Linked DNA regions of Mus musculus: region 2 is linked to region 1. The links are chromatin contacts, called in public Hi-C maps. All regions are on one chromosome and are shown on one strand. The core of a region is the stretch at or near the end of the contact, and the rest is flanking DNA. Distances in the headings are between cores, read along the strand shown. Region 1 overlaps Prkn (parkin RBR E3 ubiquitin protein ligase). Region 2 overlaps Prkn (parkin RBR E3 ubiquitin protein ligase).

Region 1 (5,212 bases), core at 1,188-3,687:
CGTCTCAGGAGTTCACTTTGATGTGAAAATGACCAAAAGCAGTTATGTATTCGACATTGTGACCATTCTTTGCCATCAATTACCTGTCGATTAAAAAGACCACATTTATCTGGGATAATTTCCAAATGCAGACTTCACCCAAACCGAATAACTGGTGAGAAGCTATTGAACTCAGGAGGAGTCTGAGCAACTTGAAGGAGCACTATTCCTGTAGGAAATTGGGAAGCATGGGCTTGCCGAAGGCTGGCATTACGACCTCCTCGAATTGAGAAAGTCTTGCTACCTGCTTGCCCCACCTTTCAGCCCCCGCCTCTTAGGTCATGATGCTCCAGGTATTCATGATACCCATGTCATATGCTGAGCTCTTCCCTTCTATGGAAAAAGGCTAGCCCGAAATCACAGAACAGAAGAGCACACCTACATAGTCCAAGGCTCCATGTGGAGCAGATACTAAACCTTTAGAAAGGGAGAAGCAGAAAGATACTATTTTTTGTTGTTGTTGTTGTTCTTTATAACCAAGACTACTGTCTATCCTGAATATAATCTTCCCACCAAAAATCTTTCCGTTTTAAAACAGGTCAGTACTAGATTCCACCTGATTTCTGAAATTCTCCAAATAGCTGGCTAGTAACCACATTCTTCAGCGTTGGAGAAGAAAGGGCCTTATGCTGGGAGGTTCAAAACATCTTAGAAGCTTTTGGAGATGCAGGTAGCCATTCACAGGACCAAGGGTTCTTGGGTTGTCTTTTTTTCAGTTGGCTTTCTAAGACCTATTCTTTATCTACAAAGTGTGTCTGTTGCCCTCAGTCCTGCCCACCTTATAGAATCATCACAGTACGGAATCAAACCATGGCAAGTGTGGATGCCATGGAATCTAGACTTGCCATGAATCCCACATTCCCCTAACAGTACCAGCTTCACTTTTATAAGCTATTGGCTATTTGTTTCTACTTGATCTCAGACCTTAGCAGGACTATTTCCTTTCTGCCTCATTCCTTACCTAATGAGGGAAGAAAGCCATGGTTGCAGTTGGAGTTATGATGTCTGATCACTTAAGGGAAAGACCATGGTCCATGTTGATCTCAAGCGCCTAGCCCCACACTGAGAAGCACTGGGCTGATGGGCATATCTGCCCTGCTTTGTCAGCAGCTCATTCCTCTAGCACCCACAGTACCCCTTTCCCCGCCTCTGTAATAGCTCTCTTAAAAATAAAAGAGGGATTCCATCTCTCTGTTTATTTAACAATACTGTTGCAAAAGCCTGTATTGAGTTCCAACACCTGCATCTCCTCACAGCTGCCTGGCTGCTGATGTGTCTCTAAATGGACCATTCAGGACACCATGTACACTCTTAACATCTGTTTTCAGGGAAGCCTACTTGAAGTTTTGTTTTTAGCAGTATTTTACGAAAATGGAGTGAGGGCTAGAGGGCAAAAGGTATACAGAAGTGTGGGTGTAACTTCCCACTCTACCAGTGTAGTCAAAGGCTTCACATTTTGCATGAGAGTTTCTTCAAATGTTCGATCTTAGGACTATACAGTCTGTATAGGAAAGAGTCTGCAATCTGGGGCACCCATATGGATTTGAAGACTGTTCCTGGTAGAAGCTTTTAGACCAAATGCCGTGAAAGCACAGACTGGGGTCCTTTCTTCCATGACCAGCAGTGATGCCCTGCCAATGGGAACAAAAGCAGGTGGGGGACAGAGAGTAACCAGGAAGCAAATGCAACTTCACTTAAAACACAGACATTGGGGCAGAAGTCAGCATACGCTGACATGGAGGTGAGCCCAGAGCCGAAGGGCACTCATCTTTCCACAACCCATGTAAAGAAGGGGGGTGCTCTGGCCAGGCAGTATAGCTATAGCTTCACATTAAGATACAGCTCTGGTGTCACACCCGCCAATAACAGTACCTCATACAAGCATTATGTGTGGGAGATAAAGACTAAAAGATATGTGTGTTTCTGCTTATATAGATTGCCTATCTACTCGTGTTTTCTAAAATGAAATCAGGCACATGCAAATAATAGGTTGGAAATACTATGAAGACCAGAATCAAATTTCTCAGTGCTCCGGAGCTCCCTAAATATGCTTTAAATGTACATGTCTAAAAATATAATTATGGAAGGATGTTCAAATATGGAAATTTCTATCCTATATCTTAGCGCATATTATCTACACAAAAAAAGCACACGTGTTGTATACATATGCCATGTAGCATAAGGGATTTTTCTTTCATGAATGGTTTTCATCTGAAAGTACAAAAATATTGAAATTCGCTGTGTATTAGCATTTTTAATAAGATATTTTAGAAGCAGCAATCTCCACATTTAATGTTCCCACGAATGTGCTCTTCTAAAATTAAACACCAGAACACAAACGTGCTGTTTGAATCCATCCCGAGCTCCCGTTTCTGCTGTTCATAGCACCAGACTCCAAGCCTCTCTCCCGGGGAGACATAGATTTTGACAGAACTTCCTATACCATATGCATTTGCATCTCCTCCTCATGTGCCTAATTCCTGAAATGGAGAAAACAAGAGAAAGCTGCATGCTGTTGCTAAGTAGATATCCTACAGATTTGAAACAAAACGAAGAGCTCCAGAACACTCGGCAATTATGTAAAATCAGCTTTCGCTTTGATTATCTAAAATTAAAATCAGGCTAGAAAAGAGTCTATAACAGACAGTTATCCAAGATTGTTTTCAGAGAATCAAGTTGGCACCTAAAAGAGTACATTGCTCTTCTTTACAAGTTCTTACATGCTAATTATGAGAAAAGACTGGACCCCATTTCACAGAAATGTCAGAATGGCCATGTACAGTCTCCCTGGTCACACACGAACTCCCTGGCCTGGCCAGATCCAGCTGTCATCTCCTTGTCTTCCTGGAGACTTGATTGCGTATGACCTCAGTGTTCTTGGTCCATCAACCCGTGTTCGACTTCTGTGTGCTGAGAACTTCTGGGAAAGATGATTCAGAGAGCTCAATTAATTGGCAACAATGTGGCTCCATGGAGAATCACTGAGGGAGCTTCAAAAAACACAACTTCCAGAAAGAAACTCCAGAAATATGGATTTTTGTAAGGTCTGGAGTGAAATGCAAGAATCTATGCTTTAAATATATACCTAGACAAGGGGGCTGGGCAGGGACAAGGAGCCATGGACCCTCTGGAACACTGTAGGGAACAGGATGAACTGACCTTCCAAATCTGTTGTGTGTCAGTGTCCTTGAATGGCACTTATGGCTGCATACTCAATTGGAAATGCATTCACATCTTCACTAAGGCACACATAAGGATTTCCAGGGATCTCACTTAAAATAGCAGAGAATAAAGGCATACCAAATGCACCCTTCAATAAGATGACAGGTTCATAAATGGAGAGCTCCCACCCTCAGGGTGCTAAACAGCAAGACTGATGTACGGGTGGGACCTGTGAATCACATGGGGCCTGACCCTGCAACGACTATGCCAGCTTCTCTGCTACTGCCTAATCTTTCCTTTTTGATCAAAAAAGGCCTGCATTTTCATTTTGAATGGAAGTCTGCAAATCAGTAGTTGGCCACGCAATATAGTAATCTTTCACAGTATTATGTGAAAAAGTCAAGCACAAAATAACATCTGATATTGAAATGAGGAAACCTGAGTCTTTGGAGCTGAAATTCAGCATGGTGGCTAGATATGAGGAAAAAAGATACAACGATCTTTTTATACAACCCTGTAAGACCCCTGCATGGTGTCTTAGAATTGGCCTCATGTCCCAGAAGGGTCCTCTAGATTTCAGACTGGGATTGCTAGATATCCAAGAATAAAAATGGCAGCACACACACACACACACACACACACACACACACACACACATGCGCGTGCGTGCGCGTATACATCCTTTACTGATTTTGACATAGAATAAGACTGGGTTAATTGGCCAAGTCTATTGAGAAAATGTGTTTCATTCTGATTTGGAAAATTCATTCCTTTTGTAATCTTAGCCGTTTGCTTCATACCTTCTCCAGCCAATTTGCATTGAGAATCCATGTGGTATTTTAAGTGATGTGTGTTTGAATGCTTTGTCCCACTTGGTGGAACTGTCTGGGAAGGACTAGGTGATGTGGATAGCATTGTTGGGAGTGTGTCACTGGGAGCGGCTTCAGGGTTTCTCTCTACCTCCTGCCTGTGGACCAAGACGTGTGAGCTCTAGCTGCAACTTTCGGTGCCTACTACTAATCTTCACTCCGCCATCATAGACTCTGACCCTCTGGAATGATAAGCCCAATTATACACTTTTCTTTCTAAGTTGACGTTGTCATGGTGTTTTATCACAGAAAGTAAATAATATACTCCCATTTGTTCAGAGACCAGATAAGAGGGAGAGCAAGTGTCAGATATAGCCATGTCCCTTGGCCACTTCTCCAACCTACCCCCATGCCAGTAGTTGCCTTGCTTGCATTACTTGGGTGTGAAATGTATTTATTCATACCCTCTCTTTAATGAACACTCTGGTGTAACAGGGCCACTGCATCCACTTGTGTAGATTTGGTGGAGACTGAAATGCTATCCACCTCATATGCTGATTGCTGCAAACTCACAACTCAATTATTTTCAACTATGACAGGGATGAAAATCCAATATAGGGTTTTTATGTCAGCTGTCAGTCTTGATTTAAAAGTTCAAAGTTCAGGTCATGTGGAAAAAGTATGGCAGGCAATTCACTAATGCTTGTGAGAATGGTTCAGATCACTTATGAGGCAACTGAAGTTATTGTCATCTGGAAGAGTAAGAGAATCCAGACATAGGCACTTGGGAACCAGACAAAGGAACAACAGTGGGGTTGGAATTCATTCAGAGTCCTGCACTGTGCAGTTTCAAATTAGAAGTAAACACTTGAGGAGCCATATGGCCCAACAGCATCTCTATGTTCTTGTCAGTCAAAGGACATGTGTGGGCTCCAGCCATCATGTGACCTGCAGCCCTGTAAGGGCCATGCCTGGTGTCATAGAAATGGCCTGGTGCCCCAGCAAGGGTCCTCTAGATTTCAGACTGGAGTTGCTAGATATCCAATAATAAAAATGGCAATGAATATATTTCAAAAGGAATTGAGTTATAATAGACTCTTGAAGTCCTGCCTTGAGAATGAAAGATTTTAATGGTTCCCAGATGATCTTTTTCAGAAGGATGGAGAGGTCTTTAGAGGCATTTGATGTCATCAGTCATTGAA
Region 2 (4,707 bases), core at 59-2,558, 390 kb after region 1:
GTAACCACTTATGTATATCAAAAAGATTGCTCATAAAATGTTATTTTGTGACATCTTTTATGCTGAAATTCTTCCTTCTGGAAAAAAATCCACCTTCATCTCCTACCTAGGTTACCTTTATTACATTCAGCCCCACAAAGTGCATTTATTATTTCTTCTCGTGCTGTCTTGCTGGACCTGTCAGGTCACATTAACCTAGTTACAGGTAGAGAAGAAATGCAACTGGCCGAAGGTTACGTTTCTTTGTGGACGCAAAAGAGCGCAGAGAATGTTCTCCAGGCAAGCCGGTTTTTCAACAAACTACAGCCGAGAGGCTGGGCTTCTTCCACCTGTTCCACCATGCCTCTGAGACTCTGGGCTGAGTTATGCCGGCCACTTTACCCTGCCAAGCTCGAAGAGCTACTTTGTTTATTTTTAAAGATGCGTCTGAAACAGGAAGAAAGGCCGGTGAATGGGAGTGGAGAGATGGCACAATGGGTAATAGCACCTGCTGCCATAGCATGCGGCCCTGAGTCTGGATTCCCTAGCACCAACGAAACTCTAGGCATGGCCATGTGACCCTGTCCATAGCACTGGGGTAGATTAGAGACAGGTTGATCACCAGGGATCAATGGCTGCCAACCTACCAAGAAAAAAAAATTTAAAAAATGCAAGCTCAGGTTCACTGAGAGACTCTGTCTCAAGAGAGTAAGTAAGAGAGTGTTCAAGCAAGATGTCTGATTTTCTTCTCTAAAGTCTGCATCTGTACACACTTGCTCAAAAAGGCTGAATATGCTTGGTGCAATTAAAGGGCACCTGAAGATTTTCATATGTAAAACTGTACCTCTCTTCAAAGGGCTTTCTTTTTTGTTGTTGTTGTTGTTGTTGTTGTTTTTGTTTTGTTTTGTTTTGTTTTGTAAATCCGCATTTCACAGATAAGAACACCTAGATTCTAGAAGTTCACATGTCCTGCTCAGTGACTGCACAGGTCCTCAAATAATCACCCACTTTGTGCTGATTCTAGAAGAGCCTACAATCTGAATTAGAGCATGCCCCAGCCTTGAGCCGGTGTTATCTGGCCCACTTCCTGCAGCTTTGGTGGCACTGAATGAGAGGAAAGGATCCCAAGGAGAAAGAGACAATGAGTGAATTCTGAGACAGAGGCAAGCCAAGGCAGCCTCCCACACCTTGCACAGCAGGTATTGTTAGCTTGGGACAATGGCAAAGGGAAAGGGGCTCAGCAGAGCAATTGAAGTGAGCCTAGCGGAAGTCATCTTTCTCCCTATGATTTATGGCACTGCCGAGCTGAAATAGCAGACTGGCGAAATCCCCTGAAGGACAATAACAAGCTCACAGAGTGCTTCCCGCAGGAATGGTGCGCAGCCGCCTTCCACAGCTCCTTACACGCCTCCGCACGCAATTATGAAAGCTGTGTACCGCCTCGTTCCCTTTATGTGGATTTGTAACTGGGAAAAGAGTGAGATTTCTGGAATATTATAAATGTTGACTTTAAAATAAGGGACACAGTATGGCATTGTTCTCGACAATGAAGTAGAACCTAAAGGCAATAGGGATTTGGGAGCCACACAAATAGGCTCTTCTCAGGCAACGGAAAATTTCTACACTATCAAACATTCCTGGTATGTATTCCATTCTGTTTTCCTACGTCCCTGATATACTATGTTTTCATATTTAAAACCCTTTTACTAGTTATCTCATATGTAACTCGGTTATAAGAACAAAAAAAAATTTTATTTCTTGAAAGATGCAAGTTTCTAAATACTAATGGTTTTCCTAATTAACATGAAAATTATTAGTGATTGAAGTCTACTTGGTGCAGAAGGAAACAGCAGTGCATACCTGCGATCCCAGCCCTGGGGGGCTGAAGCAGAATTGGAGAGCAGTGGAGCACACAGTGAGACCTTTATCTGGAAGAGACTGGTGGACAGCAATGTTGAGTCCTTCTCTGGTTGTGAATTTTACTAGTGTTGATTCTGAGGAACTGCTCTTGAAGGCAATGTAGGAGGATGCTTTCTTCTAGCAGGGTGCGCCCATTTCTTGACCACATTTACAGGTCCTTGCCAAAAGGTCATCACTTTCCTAATCCATTCTGTTAAAGCTACTTTCTAGTGATAATTTCCTGCATTCACCGGAATACATACCAGCTTATTTTTTCCTATTAGAAAAATAAATGAAGTCAGCAAGATGAATCAGGAAATGGAACCAAGCCTGAGTACCTAAGTTTAATACCCAAGACCCACAGGTGGGAAGAGAACACCAGCACCTCAAGTTGACCTCTGACCTACACACACATACACACACACACACACTCACAGAGAGAGGAGAGAGAAAGAGAGAGAGAGAGAGAGAGAGAGAGAGAGAGAGAGAGAGAGAGAAAGATGCATGCAAACACACATCATGATAAATAAATGGACTTGGTCTAGTTTTGTGTCATAAAGCACATAGTGGTCCACTATGAAAAATTCGTTTTATTTTCCCAAAACTTAAGGAACAAAGGTTTAGAAACAAAACTTTAAAAAAACAAAAAACAACTTTTTTTGCCCATTAGTCTCTAGTTGCCAACATAGTGCCAGCAACTCATTTTTTTTATGAACATAGAAACCCTCTATCTAATTACACTCCAAAGGTTTATGAATATCTAAACATACCTTTACCAATGGACTATCTCATGATAAAATGTCCTATTCTGTATGTTAAACACAGTTTACAACTCAACTGCATGGAAGCAGCTAAGCAGTCTACTTGCAGAAAAAGTAAAAGGTTTCCCAAACTCCACCTTCAGGCCAAACTTTATCTATAATATAAATAAATATCCTAGTACATATCGCCAAGGGACACTGTAAATATCATCAAGAACAAGATATCCCCAATGGGTCATGAAACTCAGTCTGGATCAAAATGAGTACAATCTAATGCTACCTTAACTGTTTGTGCAACGTTTACAACTCAAGACTAAATCTACCAGCCCTTGGACTTAATTTGGAACAAGGAAGTGTTGCTAAAATTGGATTTTATTTATGAGACTGGGTAGGCTTCAGTAAACGGTGTGGTTGCCTTGAATACAGTCTCGTATTTGTCTATTGTGAATGATCAGAGAGGAGGCCCGTGTGATAATACGACAAACTCTATTCCCGACCAAACTTTCTCTGCATTTTGAAAGAAAATAAAATCCCTCTGTGGGTACAGGGAACATGAAATATTCTGATTCAGCAACTGATATCCAGCCTTACTTCTCTTATTAATAAGAGGTGGAAAATACTAAACACTTTATAATATGAAATACAAGCATTGACTGAACTTAGAATAAAAATTTCATGATGCAATTTAATAAAACAGATTTTTAACTACCTTCTTAAATAATTCAGACTAAATATAAAACGAGCCACATAAAAATTTTATCTGTTAATTTGATCCCATTTTAAATGTGAATATTTGGTAGTCCCCAGAAATGTCAAAGTTACCTTTTTAAAAACGGACTGCTTTAAGGGTCGGAACTGTCTTACTTTACAGCTAATGATCAACCTGGATGTAAGTACCGACTGAGGCTGGCTAGTCAGGGGCCTGAGTGACAGGATGGGCAAAGTCAGGCTCAGCATCCTTCAGCTGTTCTCTGTGCCAGCTCTTAGCCTCCTGCAAGAGGGGTCCATTTACAGAGAGTAGTCACAGGAGAGAGGCGGTGACACCACTACACACAAACTGACGAGTTAATGTCACTGCATCACATCCACAGTGCTCTTTCTGATCTCAGAGCATTTTGATGGAGCCACAAACTTCTCCAGTCTCAAGTCTCTCACACTGTGTGCTCCATCTTAGGGCAGAAAGCTACGGTGGCCCTCACAAGAGAGCTCAGTATTCCATCCTAAAAGAAGCTTCCCCCAGGGCAGGTTTGGGGATCACCGCTTCTCCCGAGAATTATTTCACCCCATTAGTGAGACCGTGTTGGGCCATTGGTTTTGTGACAAGCAAAGGCTAGTTCTACAGGAAAGTCTGGGGAAGGAAGCCCACTGAGGTACTGCTGAGGTCCAGCTTGCATGGACGTTGGGGCTCTGGGAGTGGGTTCCCTGGGCTTCTCCACCCACTGTGCATCTTTAGAAAGTCTCCCCATGCTTTCCAGGGATTTGAGGACTTGGGTGGCAGATTACAAGGACTCTCCACTGTGCTACTTCCTAGGTGGCTCTTCATCTGCTCTTCAGGCCAGTTGCTCCGTTTCTGCTGGTGTCTTGTTATTGGTTCACACAATGCTCTGTCATGGATCTGTAGCCTCATCTGGAGAGGACACCACAAACTTCCCATCCACACCTCTGATTTAAGGGAGCAACTGGTCTGCTAGGTAAACCAGTAGCCATTTCTACCTGCTCCTTGGTTCCTCTCCTCCACATCTGAGACACTCCCCTCCACATCCCAGGTCTTCCCCCTATGCATCTGAGCTCTCCCAGACTCATCTTATAATACTTTTTCTTGGCTCCATCCCACCTCCTCCAACCCCGCTACTTACTTACTTACTATTAGACCATCAGAACTATTTCTATCTCTGCCTGTTGGGAAACACTCACTACAAGCCCACCGCCCTCCCTTGTACAGGAGAAACAATGTGTCTGCTGAGTCTAACCTTCTGTTTTGGGAATCTAAGCATTGTCTTTAAAGGAAAGGTGACTGTCTGTCGGTAGGGTGCCCTCAAAGCTACAAAGCTGACACCTGAAGCTGTCT

Evidence for each region. Hi-C and Micro-C count contacts between places; a contact is called where the count stands out from the background.
Region 2: a Hi-C map of cortical neurons shows a contact between it and region 1, with 2.1 times the contacts expected there. The contact joins two enhancer-like sites.

Annotation. Positions count from the first base shown.
Region 1 is chr17:11,571,409-11,576,620 of GRCm38.p6, forward strand. The region is part of intron 6 of Prkn (parkin RBR E3 ubiquitin protein ligase); the gene reads left to right. Among named protein-coding and RNA genes, the nearest start is that of Gm41525, 91 kb to the right of the region's middle. Within about 2 kb of position 2,438, at least 17 of the 459 cell types and tissues checked have an H3K27ac peak or open chromatin away from gene starts, as enhancers often do. A contact at or near this core is called in cortical neurons, where this site is marked.
Region 2 is chr17:11,961,758-11,966,464 of GRCm38.p6, forward strand. All of the region lies in intron 9 of Prkn (parkin RBR E3 ubiquitin protein ligase), which reads left to right. It overlaps Gm46604 (a long non-coding RNA gene), which reads right to left. Exons shown (of 6, transcript XR_001782243.2): 4 at 1,840-2,155; 5 at 1,334-1,445. Among named protein-coding and RNA genes, the nearest start is that of Gm52293, 67 kb to the right of the region's middle. Within about 2 kb of position 1,309, at least 41 of the 459 cell types and tissues checked have an H3K27ac peak or open chromatin away from gene starts, as enhancers often do. A contact at or near this core is called in cortical neurons, where this site is marked.